Regions from separate parts of the Sus scrofa genome. Here regions 2, 3 and 4 are each linked to region 1. The links are chromatin contacts, called in public Hi-C, HiChIP or PLAC-seq and promoter capture Hi-C maps. All regions are on one chromosome and are shown on one strand. The core of a region is the stretch at or near the end of the contact, and the rest is flanking DNA. Distances in the headings are between cores, read along the strand shown.

The links. Promoter capture Hi-C pulls out the DNA fragments that hold promoters and counts their contacts. Hi-C and Micro-C count contacts between places; a contact is called where the count stands out from the background. HiChIP or PLAC-seq counts read pairs in DNA pulled down with a chosen protein or histone mark.
Region 2: an H3K27ac HiChIP or PLAC-seq map of alveolar macrophages shows a contact between it and region 1. The contact joins the promoter of SNRPD3 here to the promoter of SPECC1L in region 1. A contact is called at or near these places in 1 of 5 promoter capture datasets (liver) and 1 of 2 datasets of contacts at active chromatin or transcription factors (alveolar macrophages).
Region 3: a contact with region 1 is called in a promoter capture Hi-C map of liver, with 2.1 times the contacts expected there. The contact joins the enhancer-like site here to the promoter of SPECC1L in region 1. A contact is called at or near these places in 1 of 5 promoter capture datasets (liver), 12 of 47 Hi-C or Micro-C datasets (alveolar macrophages, blood, embryonic fibroblasts and 8 more) and 2 of 2 datasets of contacts at active chromatin or transcription factors (alveolar macrophages and skeletal muscle).
Region 4: a contact with region 1 is called in a Hi-C map of liver, with 2.0 times the contacts expected there. The contact joins the enhancer-like site here to the promoter of SPECC1L in region 1. A contact is called at or near these places in 2 of 5 promoter capture datasets (fetal skeletal muscle and skeletal muscle), 5 of 47 Hi-C or Micro-C datasets (embryonic fibroblasts, fetal heart ventricle, heart right ventricle and 2 more) and 2 of 2 datasets of contacts at active chromatin or transcription factors (alveolar macrophages and skeletal muscle).

The regions. Positions count from the first base shown.
Region 1 is chr14:49,331,481-49,334,681 of Sscrofa11.1, reverse strand. It overlaps SPECC1L (cytospin-A), which reads right to left and starts at 1,745. Exons shown (of 16, transcript XM_021073804.1): 1 at 1,579-1,745.
Region 2 is chr14:49,583,723-49,586,923 of Sscrofa11.1, reverse strand. It overlaps SNRPD3 (small nuclear ribonucleoprotein D3 polypeptide), which reads right to left and starts at 1,437. Exons shown (of 4, transcript NM_001243426.1): 1 at 1,040-1,437. GUCD1 (guanylyl cyclase domain containing 1) reads left to right here and starts at 1,924. Exons shown (of 6, transcript NM_001243502.1): 1 at 1,924-2,079. The coding sequence starts at 2,037.
Region 3 is chr14:49,555,832-49,559,032 of Sscrofa11.1, reverse strand. It overlaps UPB1 (beta-ureidopropionase), which reads right to left. Exons shown (of 10, transcript XM_001929254.6): 7 at 1,758-1,839; 8 at 756-798. Among named protein-coding and RNA genes, the nearest start is that of UPB1, 24 kb to the right of the region's middle. Within about 2 kb of position 1,677, at least 12 of the 83 cell types and tissues checked have an H3K27ac peak or open chromatin away from gene starts, as enhancers often do. A contact at or near this core is called in alveolar macrophages, liver and omental adipose tissue, where this site is marked.
Region 4 is chr14:49,523,196-49,526,396 of Sscrofa11.1, reverse strand. No RefSeq gene overlaps it. Among named protein-coding and RNA genes, the nearest start is that of UPB1, 8.4 kb to the left of the region's middle. Within about 2 kb of position 1,671, at least 7 of the 83 cell types and tissues checked have an H3K27ac peak or open chromatin away from gene starts, as enhancers often do. A contact at or near this core is called in alveolar macrophages and liver, where this site is marked.

The sequences.
Region 1 (3,201 bases), core at 496-2,995:
ATTTTGAACCAAAGCAATACTATCACCTTGAGTCACCTGAAACATAAGACGTTCTGTGACAAGTCAGTTACAAAGAAAACCTTTGCCTCAGAGAAATCTCAAGAGGACACACTGCAGATACACACCCCAAAAGTCCATGTTTAAAACAGAAATTTTGATGTAAACCTCACCTTAACCACAATTGCTATAATCACTTTCCATACAATGTGATACTGAACTAGGGACTCGCATATCTGGACTGTTGCCATGATGCACAGTGATAAAGCTTTTCTATAGCACGACATTCATTTTCTTCCTGAAAAATCACGAAAATCCCTTTATATCTAGAGTATGCACAGGCAACTAAGAAGCATTTTCCAGCCATCAAGTTGCTGAGTCTTTAAAGACTCTGCTTGGAGAACACTAAATCAAAGAAGAAAGGGAGACTTAAAGAGAAAAGATGATTGGGTCAGCCATCTCTTTATGGAAAAAATCCTATCCAGGTCAATACCCTATTTCTTCTTACTCCATATACCCTTCTGCATCGATTTGGCTATTTGATAACCTGCCCGTATAATGGTGATGTCTGCTGATATCTACCGAGCCCAACACTCTGATTTCATCTCAATATTCGGCCCGCAGGGTGATAACAAACGCTATAGGGTTCTGCACAACATTTTTTAGTTTCGTGTATCTGTTGCAAACTTACAAAACATCTCAATGGCTGGAGATTTCCCCCCCCCCTTTTAACAACACACACGTTTTCTCTGTAATCGATACAGGACAAGAGAATTTATGGGAATTTTCCCTGGGTCCTCGCCTACTTGCCGGCGAATTACCAAGGGCATCAACAAATCAAGATTCTCTGCATTTGAATGATCACAGGAATTCTTACTTGGTCGTGAAAGCAGGCCGAAACTATGCAGAAACTGATTTCTTTTCCAGTCATCTCCAGCGGAGCTGCCCTCCAACGAACTCTGATGTCTTAAACGTAACCACTGAAGCCACACAATGACCAAACTGCGGGAAATGCAAAATTTCCGCGGCACAACACAAGGTTATTCACACAGCCAACCTGATTCAATTAACCAGGTCTCGGGAAAAAGGGACACTACGCCTGCTCCTGCTGACCGGCCCGCGGAGCGGGGCGCGGGTTGGGAGCACGGCGGATGGGGGAAGCGGAGCCCGCAGGAGGCCCGGGTCCGCCGCCCGCCGCGTCCTCGGGCCCGGGGCCAGAGAACCAGAGAAGAAGGGACCAGAGTCTAAGGGGCCAGGGGCTACGGGCCGGCGGCCCGGGCCTCTCCCGGCCGCGAGGGAGAGGACCGGCGGGCAAAGGCGCAGAACCAGCTGAGTCCCAAGCAGCCGAGTCGCGGGCGGACGGGGGTCGGGGCGCGGAAGGCCCGGGGTCCCGCGAGGCCTGGGGGCTAGCGAGGTAAGCGCAGGCGCAGGCGAGCGCCGGGCTGGGGGCCCGCGAGGGGACCGCGCAGGCGCGGGCCGCCGGGGTCTGCGGGGCCGCCGGGGCCTGGCCGCGCGGGCGGCGCTGAGGAGAGGAACGCGCCGGCCGCGCACACTGTGGGGGAGCTCGGCCCCGACTCTTACCGCGCGGCGCCGCCTCGCTCGCTCTCTGGCTCCGGGATGGGGCCGGGCGGCGAGGTCGCCCGGTGGCGCGGCCGGAATCCGTTGAGTCCGGCCTCAGGGAAGCAGCCAACCCAGCCGCGCCGTCCACCAGGCCCGCCCAGCCTCCCTCACGGCCCCCGCCCTCGGCACGCCCCTTGCCCGTCCCACAAGGCGGCCGAAGAGTGCGCAGGTGCCGATCAGACCACGCCCACGTCCTTCGCCGCTCAGGCCCTGAAGCACCGCCCACTCTGCTTGGGTTGCTCCAATTTCTGGATTGCGCAGGCGCCGTACCATTCAGCTGCGAGCCAAAAAAAAAAAAAAAAAAAAAAGGCTCGAGCAATCAGTGCGCATGCATCAGGCCTGAAGCGGGCCCTCCGGTTGGAGGACGCTCCTGAGGCTTCGCTGGACCCACCTGTATGATGCGTTAGGTCCCCATTATCCCAGAGGCTCAGCTCAGCCCAGAGGTCCACCTTTCACGCAGCATGTACAACAGCGTGCCAAGAACGGTGCTGCACATGAGCTAGACATACAGGCAATAAAGAAGTGGGCCTTCCAAAACATGAGGCTAAACGTTCTTTATCAAGGAAGTTCTGTTAGGTCACGATTATCTTTTAGGATTTTTTTCCTTTGATGATTTGAAGTACATTAATAGATTTTTATCATATCATTTCAGTAATTTAGGAAAAAGACAACTTGGTCTTGATGTACTTTTCATATATTGCTGAATTATTTGTTAATATTTTATTTAGCATTTTTGCATGTATGTCCACAAGTGACATTGGCCTATACTTTTGCTTTCTTGTACTGACCATGTCTGATTTAGGGTAAATCATAATAAATTTACAATGAGTTAAAGAGACTTCTGTTTTCTGCTTTATCTGGAAGATTTTGAATAAGATCAGAATTTTTTGTTTTTTTAATGTTTGCTGAATTTGCCTATAAAGTCATGCAGGCTTTGTGTTTTTCTTTGGTTGTGTTTGTTATGAGATTTTGGAGGAGACAGGATGCAAATTTTAAACTAAGCACATTTCTTTTTTTTTTTTTTTTTTGGTCTTTGCTATTTCTTTGGGCCGCTCCTGCGGCATATGGAGATTCCCAGGCTAGGTGTCGAATTGGAGCTGTAGCCACTGGCCTACGCCAGAGCCACAGCCACGCGGGATCTGAGCCGCGTCTGCAACCTACACCACAGCTCACGGCAACGCCGGATCGTTAACCCACTGAGCAAGGGCAGGGACCGACCCCGCAACCTCATGGTTCCTAGTCGGATTCGCCACGACGGGAACTCCAGCACATTTCTTTAATGGTTCTATATCTAGATAGAATTTCTGTTTCTTCCTGTGTCATTTTTACTAAGTTTTCGCAGGAAAGTGTCTGTTTGTTGGTGTCTTCAAATTCATCAGCATAAAGTTGTTCATGTGATTCTCTGATTTTTTTTTTTTTTTTTTTTTTTTTTTTTTTGGCCCTGCCTGTGGCAAGCAGAAGTTTCCTAGGCCAGGGATTGAACCCATGCCACAGCAGTGACCCAAGCCAATTCAGTGACAACACCAGATCCTTAATCCTCTGCACCACATGAGAACACCACCCTCTGATTCTTTTTTTTTTTTT
Region 2 (3,201 bases), core at 188-2,687, 250 kb before region 1:
GAACGTAGGACGTAGACCTGAGCTGTCCAAAACAGTAACCACTGCAAGTTCTGAAATTGAATAAAATTAAAATGAAATAAGGAGCTCCAGCTGTGGCGCAATGTGGTCTGAGGCATTTCTGGAGCCCTGGGACACTGGTTCGATCCTTGGCCCACCATAGTGGGTTGCTGCAGCTTCGAGGAAGGTGGAAACCATGGCTTGGATCTGATCCGTGGCCAGGGAACGCCATATACCTCAGGGTGGCAAAAAAAAAAAAAAAAAAAAAAGAACGAAAATTAAAATCAAGAAGAGTCCATGCATTTAATTCAACCCAGTAAGTGCTCTTTGACTCTCCATTTACTTCACCATCAAAGTTAAAGAGAAAATATCAAAGTATTCACAAAGTGATAATGTGCTACACACAGGAAATGCTTATCTTGGAGAAAAAAGGGAATCAAGGCAAGCCTGACTTGACCTTAAAAGAGGAAAGCTGTCGGTTTTTAAATTCCAAAATGGTCAGCTGAAAGGTGGAATACATCTCCTGCATAAAGAGAAAAAGGAAGAGCAGTGAAAGAGACAGGCGCCCTTCGTGAGAAGCCTCAGAAGTGTAGATTTTATGCTGAACGCAATGGGAGAACCACGGCAGGACTATAGGGAAGGAATTATCCCTGGGAAAGGCAGCAGCACTTACAAAATGGTTCGAACACAGCTTAGATGCAGGGAAACTTGAAAGAAGCTTGTGTAACGGTGTAGAAAGCATGAGGGGGCGGATGGAGGCAGGGAAGCAAAGGACTTGGGAAGGAAGCAACTAGCCAGAAACGACCTCAAGACCATTGCCTGGATGCTTCGAAAAACACTGGCCTGGGGAGGTATGGAAACTGAAGGAAAAGCTAACGACCTCACTTCCAAGCGCTAGTGAGGCGACACTGTCTGGTGGCCCGGCTTCCCGCTCCTGTCCCTCGGCGAGCCCCGCGGAGCTCCTCGGCAGCGCGTCCTTCTCCAACCCTCTACTCCTCCGAGTGCCTCGGCCTCCCCACGCCCGCCCCCAGCCTCCCCTCACCGCCTGAGGTCTCCTCCTCCTTCCCGGTGCGGCCGCGACTCTGCCGACTGCGAAGCGTGAGACAAGCGAATGGCGGGTCCCGCGCTCCCAGAATACCACGCGTTCCCAAAATGCCTCGCGCAGGGCCCGCCCTCTTCCTTTTCCCAGTGGTGAGCGCGGTCTCGTCCTCGCTTCCACCTCACCCCACCGGCTGGGAAACTCGGTCTGTGGTTCAAGAGTTCCGGCCCCGGAAGACTGATGACTGGACCCAGGTGCCGCCGGAAACACCGACCCTCGGGCCGGCAAGGGCAGAGAGGGACTCGCTTTTCCAAACACCTCACACCGGCGACGGGCTGGACGGCGAGGCGGGGATCGGGGGAGGCAGCGGTGGGGCCGAGGGCCAGGACCTCCCCTCACAATTTAACCTTCGGAACCCGGCAGTGCCAGGTAAAGGGACCCCTGAGCGGAGAGGGAGACAGGAGCAGAGCGGGTGCCGGCCCTCGGCCGTCCCTCCAAAGAGAGTCGAGGTGGGGCTGGGTCTCCCGGCCCCGAGGCTGGCGGAGGAGTAGGACCTGGCAGAGGCGGAGCTTGCCGGGGGCTCTGGGGAGCCCGCGTTCGTGGAACTCCCGGGCCTGGGCGGGGCTTCCGGGGAGCGGGGCGGGAAGGGCTGCGCGTCCGCGCCAGGCCTCGGAGGTCGGGGCGGCAACCCTGGGAGCTGACACTTTGAGCGGCCGGGACCAGCGGAGACAGGAGCCTGGGAGCCTGAGGGCTTGAGGGCCAGAGGAGGCGGGGGCGGGCCGGGGCGGGGCCCAGGGCGGACGGGGCGGGCCAAGGCCTGGAAGGGCCGGGGCGGGGCTTGGGGCGGCCCAGCTGCCGCCTCCCCTTCTCCCCACCGTGCTGGCAGTGGCGGTGGCGGCCCAGGAACCCGGGGACTAGCGGCCCCGCTCCCGCCCCAGACGAGGCCGAAGCTGCAGCCGGCGCCGGGCCGGGGCCATGGGAGCCCCGCGCCGCCCACGTCATGAGGACGGAGGGGGAGGCATCGGGGCCGCCGCTCGAGCCCGGTCAGTGCTCCCTGAGGGCTTAGCCCTCATCCAGGGGAACAGGGGGGCCCACCCTAGCAGCGGTCAGGGTCCGGCCGCGTGACCTTGGACCGACGGCCGCCATGTCCTAGGCTGTAGAGCTTTGAGTGAAGTCTGGCCAGGTGTACACCCCGCCTTGGCTCCCGCAGCGCCAACCGCGGTCTGCTGGGGTTTCCTGATACTCCCAGGGCTGGAACCCCAGGCAGCTCTGATGGCGGTCTTGGTGGGAGGGTCCTGGTTGAGAGGCTGGGGCGGCAGCTTCCCCAGAAGCGAAAAGTCCTGCTGAAGCTGCCGTGAGAGATCCTGTCCCCTCGGGGAACTGAGGCCTAGAAGGGCAGGGAACTGGCAGGGAGCATAGAGCAATGGGGGAGGCCCCCCCCCCCGGCCTCCCAGACTCAGTGTTTTGTCTTGCTAGAGTTCTTCACTCTAGTTCCTTATGTCCCAGGTGGCCTGTGTTCCCTTGCAGGCAGAAACCAAAACTCAGGTTGTGTGTGAACCTCGGTTTGCTTTGCTAAATTGGGGAGGGAGAGAGCAGTAATTCCTGCTCTGGTTAAGGCACAGGGTTGGTGAGAAAGGAAGTGCTGGTAAACTCTAAAGTGAGGTCCCAGCTCCTGGGAGAAGTCAAGAGCATGTGGGAGCCTGACCCTAAGGAATCAGCAGGATACTGACTGTGACTGCAGCAAGGAGTAGGGTCTGGAGTTACCCGGGGATTGGCCTCCCTAATCCTCTAATTATCTAATTCTGTGATCTTGGACCAGACACTTGCATGTTCTGAGCCTCACTCAGGGAAGTAATGACTCATATTTACAGTGAGCTTTCTATGGGCAGATACTCTGCTAAATTGTTCACATTCAGACTCTCATTAATCCTCATAACGACTTCCTGAAGTCAGTTACCATTGTTATTTGCACTTTGGGAAATGAGCAGACTGAGGTTGAGAGTGATTAAGTATTCAGGGCCTGTGAGCCACCTTCCTTCCTTGGCAACAGCTGCCAACTGAAGCCAGGCCAGCACCTTCCAGGCAGACCCTAGCTCTCAGCCTCTTGGCTCCACAGGCATCAATGTCTAGCAGCAGCTTTGAACTTGGAAGGCCTCCTCTACCCT
Region 3 (3,201 bases), core at 428-2,927, 220 kb before region 1:
GCCTTGCCAGCTGTGTCACCCTCACCCCCGCCATGCCTCTGTCCCCTCTCCAATAAAGGGGGTGACATGTGGGCACCCTGCAAGGTCCAGGAGGGGCCTGGACACAGCAGGTGCCAGCAGGCTCGCTTCACTGAAGGGAGCTAAGTAGGTTGGAGACCTCTTGGGCCTCAAGGTACGGGGGGGGGGGGGGGGCGGGGGCGGGGGATTCTGGAACCCTTTCAGGAAGTCATTTCCTGGGAGACAGACCCTCTCTGCCCCCTCTGCTTCAGGGGACACTGAGAGCTAATTCAGACATCTCCTTGGTGAGGGGGGTGGTCCTCTTCCACATTCCAGGCCAGAGGGGGTTAAAGGAGTTCCCTGCTGTTTCCTAACAGAGGTGAGGTGGGACCTGCCCTCAGATCAAAACAATCTATGGATTCTAAGAACCCAAGGCAACTGTGCTGGGTTCTGGGGCATCCACACAGCCTTGGGGTGAGGGGTGTTGACGAGGAAGAAGCAAGGGGAAGCAGGGTCTGTAGGAAGGATAACGCCATCCCCCATCTCGGGGCACTCACAATGGACTCCCCAACCTCAACGCACCTCCCCCCAGTCCCGGGGAGGGGTGGAGGCTGATACAATCACTACTTCACCCTCGCGTGGGGAATGAGGTGGACACCAGCACAGCTGTGCAGACAGGGTGTGTTGGGCAGACCCGCCCCTGAGGAGGCAGGGGCCCACTCCTCAAATGCAGCCCCAGGGAAAGTCCGGGAACATACCTTTCTTCCCATCTCCAGAGGTGAACTCATTGGGGAAGCGCTCCTGGCAAATAAAACCAAGATAATTACCCCTATAGGGGGCACCACTGTGACGTCCATGGACCACAGGCTGGGGCACGGGAGTTGGGAAATAGCCGAGGACGGGCCTGCACTGGGCAGTCAACAGGACATGTCCAAGGCCCTGCTGAAGCCCAGCCTAGGGACAATGGGCGGCCAGGGGAGACCCAGGAAATGATGACCTGCTGGGAGCAAAGAGAGCAGAGAGAAGAGCAGAGAGGGCTTCTCAGGGGTGCACAGGGCGGCTGAGATCCATCTGCAGGGGTCATAGAGCCCAGCCTGGAGTCTGTGAAGGCAGCAAGAAGGTGTCCGCACAGAGCTTTCAATAGCTTCCTGAAGCCTAATAGAAACTGTGTGTCCAGCTGGGCTGGGATTATGCAGCCCGATAAAAACTCCAAGTTTCTTTACCCTGCCAGAAATTAGACCTACTCAGGATGGAAACCCTGGTTATCTCAGACTGTTCAGATGCTCTGATTAGAGTCTGACATCTGATTAGCAAGAATGAGGAAGAGGACTGTTATGTAATAAATACATGGTGTTTATAGTCAGAATCATTTGATGCCTGAGGTCAACGGGAGGGGAAAGAAGAACCTGGGAGCTTGGGAATGGGGAGGAGAGGGGGAGAGCCTTTCAAAGAGGTTTCAGCTGAAAACAAGAACAGACTGAAACAGGGGAAGGACAGGGATACCTTTCAAAGTGATAGGCCAAGCCTGTTTGTCCCCTTCTGGGGATCCTGGGAGGTGGGGCATAGGGGCAGGGGGAGGGGAAGAGGAGGTGTGACATCCGGTGCCCCAGCAGCTCCACAGCAATAGCAGTTCTTTCCCTTGCGGCTTTTGCCAGTGTGAAGAGGCTGGGCCCCCACCAGCAGGGGTTTCGCAGCAGCTTATCACTCTGTTCCCTCCCCTGCAGGAGGTCTGGGGAGGCGGGCAGGCCTCAGGGACTCACCTCACCCACACGGTTGATGGCGCAGGTGAAGCAGTGATTGGCAATGGCTGCATTTCTGGCCTCGATTGGCCACAGGGACTCACTGTGAGAGAGGAGGGGAGGAAGCAGGTTGCTGACTTCCTAGCCAGACTTGGTTGGCAGCCTCCAGGCCTGTGGTGGGGATGGCCAGGAGGACCCACAGACTGGCCAGTTTTTCCCATGGTCAAGCCAAAGCAGCCCCCCCCCTTTTTTTTTGCCATTTCTAGGGCCGCTCCCAAGGCATGTGGAAGTTCCCAGGCTAGGGGTCTAATTGAAGCTGTAGCTGCTGGCCTATGCCAGAGCCACAGCAACGCGGGATCCAAGCCTCGTCTGCAACCCACACCACAGCTCACAGCAATGCCGGATCCTTAACCCACTGAGCAAGGCCAGGGATCGAACCTGCAACCTCATGGTTCCCAGTTGGATGCGTTAACCACTGAGCCACGATGGGAACTCCGCCAAAGCAGCCTTTTGGAGAAGGTCAGCTGCAGAAGCGGCTTTGGGTCAGGGCCCCACCCTGACTCAGTCTCCTTCTCTGAAACGTCCTCAAAAGGAGGTTGTGAGGACTATAGGACCAGGCGGATGATGCTTCTGCAACCCACCTTCCAGGCTGGGCCAAGCCTCACCTGGTAAATGTCAGAGGGGGTTGGGGGCTGGAGCCCAGCCCTGAGAGGCTCTCACAGCCCGCCCCAATCCCTGCCCTGCTGTGCTGCCTCGCAAAGCGGTCTCTACAGGGGGAGATTTCACGTTGAAACAGAGTGAACCTGGAAAGGATTCAGGCTGAGAGCAGGGTAGCCACTGCACAGACATCACCTCCCCTTCTCTAGCCCCCATTTCCCAGCATCCCCTCTTTCCCTCTCCTGAACCCCCAGATTCTCCCACTGGCCCAGGGAGGAGTCATCCATAAGGCAGAGCTGAGCTGCAGGCCTCCTTGGTCCAGCACCTACCAAGGACAGAATACAGTCCGAAAGTCTGGAGTTCTTGTTGTGGCTCAGCAGGTTAAGAACCCAACTATTATCGATGAGGATGTGGGTTTGGCTGTTTTGTTTTTTTTTTTTTTTTCCTAGGGCCACACACTCGGCATATGGAGATTCCCAGGCTAGGGGTTGAATGGAGTTGTAATCTCTGGCCTTCTCCACAGCCACAGCAACTCGGGATCCAAGCTGCGACTGCGACCTACACCATAGCTCACTGAGACGCCAGATCCTTAACCCACTGAGCGAGGCCAGGGATTGAACCCACAACCCTATGGTTCCTAGTCAGATTCGTTAACCACTGATTCATGATGAAAACTCCAGGATGTGGGTTTGATCCATGGCTCCACTCAGTAGATTAAGGATCTAGCATTGCCATGAGCTGTGGTATAGGTCACAGATGTGGCTCGGAGCTGGCATTGCTGTGGTGTAGGCTCCCAGCTGCAGCTCTT
Region 4 (3,201 bases), core at 422-2,921, 190 kb before region 1:
CTCCATATGCCGAGGGAGCGGCCCAAGAAATAGCAACAACAACAACAACAAAAGACAAAAAAAAAAAAAGACAAAAGACAAAAAAAAAAAAAAAAAAAAAAAAGAAAGAACCAAATAAGTTAAGCTGAAATATCTTCGAAGATCTGTATAGTAGTATTTTTCTAAGGTTTTTTTTTTTTTTTCATTTTTATTAAACTATAGTTAAGGAGTTCCCGTTGTGGGTTGTGGCTCAGCAGTAACAAACCCAGCTAATATCCATGAGGATGTGGATTTGATCCCTGGCCTTGCTCAGTGGGTTAAGGATCTGGCTTTGCCATGAGCTATGGTGTAGGTTGCAGACCTACGTTGCTATGGCCATGGCGTAGATCGAAGGCATAGCTTGGATCTGGCATTGCTATGGCCATGGCGCAGGCAGGCAGAGCTACAGATCTGATTTGACCTCTAGCCTGGGAACTTCCATATGCCACAGGGCGGCCCTAAAAAGCAAAAAAAAAAAAAAAAAAAAGTAGTAATATACAATGTTGTGCCAATTTCTACTGTACAGCAAAGAAAGTAACTCAGGCATACATATATGTACTTTCCCTTTCTTGTGTTATTTTCTATCATGATCTATCCCAGGAGACTGGCTATAGTTCCCTGTGTCTAGAAGATATTTTTAATTAAGGAAAAAGTGTTTACATATAACATTCCCATGGAAAATCATAAGTTCACCCTTAATGTACTGGGTGTTTACCTTTGGGGTATTTTTTCAGTGGTGATAAGGCCTCTGCAGGGAATCATTTATGCTATATCTGCCAATTCTTCTGGGAACAAATAGCATACGTTGGAAAGACAAGTAATTTTGAAGAAGGCAGTGTTCTGAGGGAAACCATGAAATAAATCTAAGCCGCCTAGCCTCAGCTGAAATCTGGCCCATGCCCCATCACTGGTTTGTCTGATGGTTTGGCTGGCAGACTAAACACAGGCTTGTGTGTCATTAGGAATGCAGAGTCCCTGGCAGGGTTTGGGGACTCAGATTTCATGACGTTTCAATGTGGTGAATGAACCTGCCTCTCTACGGCTCTCCATAAAACACTTGCATAGATATGCAGTGGGCTTAGTAGCAGTACCTGTGGCATTGGGGCAGTATTCTGTTGTTTATACGCTCAGTGGGAGTCAGCGGTGTCTTAGAGCTGCAAATGAGTTGATATAGTCTGAGGTTGAATTAAAGGAGGAATGGTGTCCAGAACACACCTGTAGTCTGTCTAGCCCTGGGCTGGTTATGAGGAACATGGATCATCTTGAATAGAGCCAGCAAAGAAAGCCATGATGTTGGTGAGAACATTAACAGCAACAAATAGTTGCAGGCACGGGGAACGTTTATCCTGCAAAGCAAACAAACTCAGAAAGACTCTTGTCACTTTATTCGGTATCTGAAGGGGGCCATGTATGAGAGGTCTATATTTGTTCTATGGAGAAACATAGAAATGTTCTATGTTCCACAAAGAACATAGAAAATAAGTTCATATTTTCTATGGCCCTAAGGAGAGGTGCTGGGGTCAAGGGATAGAAACTCAGGGAGGTGTGTTTCAGCTCCAGTTATTTCCAACAGTTGATTCAAAGGGCCTCTGCAGGCAGTGAGTTCTCAGCCTCTCTGAGTGTTCAAGTGCGGTCCAGATGACCACTTGGTGGGAGTGTTGTAGAAGAAAGTTAGTCAGGGATTGGATGGGTTGTTGAACCAGACAGTCCGTGATTTGCACATATTGCTTTAACATGAACCAAAAAAACCTTAGGCGTCCCAAATCTGGAGAACAACAAACAGACCATAGAGCAACACAAGATAGTTTGATGTCTGAAGAAGTGAAGGTCAGGAAGAAAGTGCTCACTGAAGAACCAGGCAGTGGGAAGATTTTATTAGTAGCAGTTGTCATATTCATAGTGTGGTGATTTGGTTGGTTTTGTTTTGTGTTTTGGTGTGTGTGTGTGTGTGTGTTTTTCGGTTGTGGTGAGCAGCAGCTTGATATGGGATCTTAGTTTCCAGACCAGGGATTGAACCCTGGCTGCAGTGGTGAAAGTGCTGAATCCTAACCGCTAGACCACCAGGGACTCCTTGGTGGGTTTTAAAGGAAGATGTGTTGAGAGAGAGCAGGAGGGAAAGCTGGGTAGTTTGTATTACAGACGTGAGGCTCCAGACACAGCACGTGGTCCATGCTTAATAAACAGTAGTTGCGTTTACAGTTTTAGGTGATAATATTTCCAAAAGTGCTTCGGGGGTGGGGGGGAGACAGAGGCGTGAGAACAAGCATTTGAGCCAGAAGGATGTGAGAGGACAAAGGAAGGTCACTCCAAAGAGGAGGAAAAGCAAGACTGCAACCAGAAAATGGGGCCGTTGCAGAGTAACCAGTGTGTCTGGGACGCCAGGGTGGATGAAGGATCGCACAGTGCCCGGGGTAGGAAGATGGCCGAGTTCTAGAGACACATGTTAAGGAAAGATTCTGGCCGCGCAGTCTTCTACTGTAGTCCCAGGAGAAAATGATTGCATGAAGTTGTAAAAACCGGAAGGGTAAGACAAGCCTGAAAATTATCCAATTAAAGGAAGGAAGATTGCAGACTGCTTAGTCACCTGGAGAGAGTGCAGCCCTTACAAAACCAGGGGATGATTACATCACTTAAGTGAGCATTGATCAACGCGTTTGGCAGGACAAGTGGAAATGTTTTTCTCTTCAATAATTCAGGCCTGCAGGCTTCCAAGTGGGTTTAGGAGAGTATAATCATCTGCTGTATATAAATGTGTATGTTCCAGTGGTGAAAGGGTAGAATGTAAAAGGAGGATCACTAACACCGTATCCAGTCAGGGGGTGCAGGAGCAAAGCTGTGACAGCAAGTACGCAAGGCCTTCAGGAGATCACGTTACCTGAAGAGAAGCACACAGTCTGCCTATCCATCTGGATGGTCACATACCTAAACCATACACTGTACACAGTGCAGTCAGGCCTGATGATTTAAAGACATTTCTGTTTCTAATGTTCTATGTTTCTGTAAGGTAGCCTTATTCAAAATCTACGACAAGTTGGAGTTCCCGTCATGGCGCAGTGGTTAACGAATCCGACTAGGAACCATGAGGTTGCGGGTTCGGTCCCTGCCCTTGCTCAGTGGGTTAACAATCCGGCGTTGCCGTGAGCTGTGGTGTAGGTCGCAGATGCGGCTTGGATCCCGCGTTGC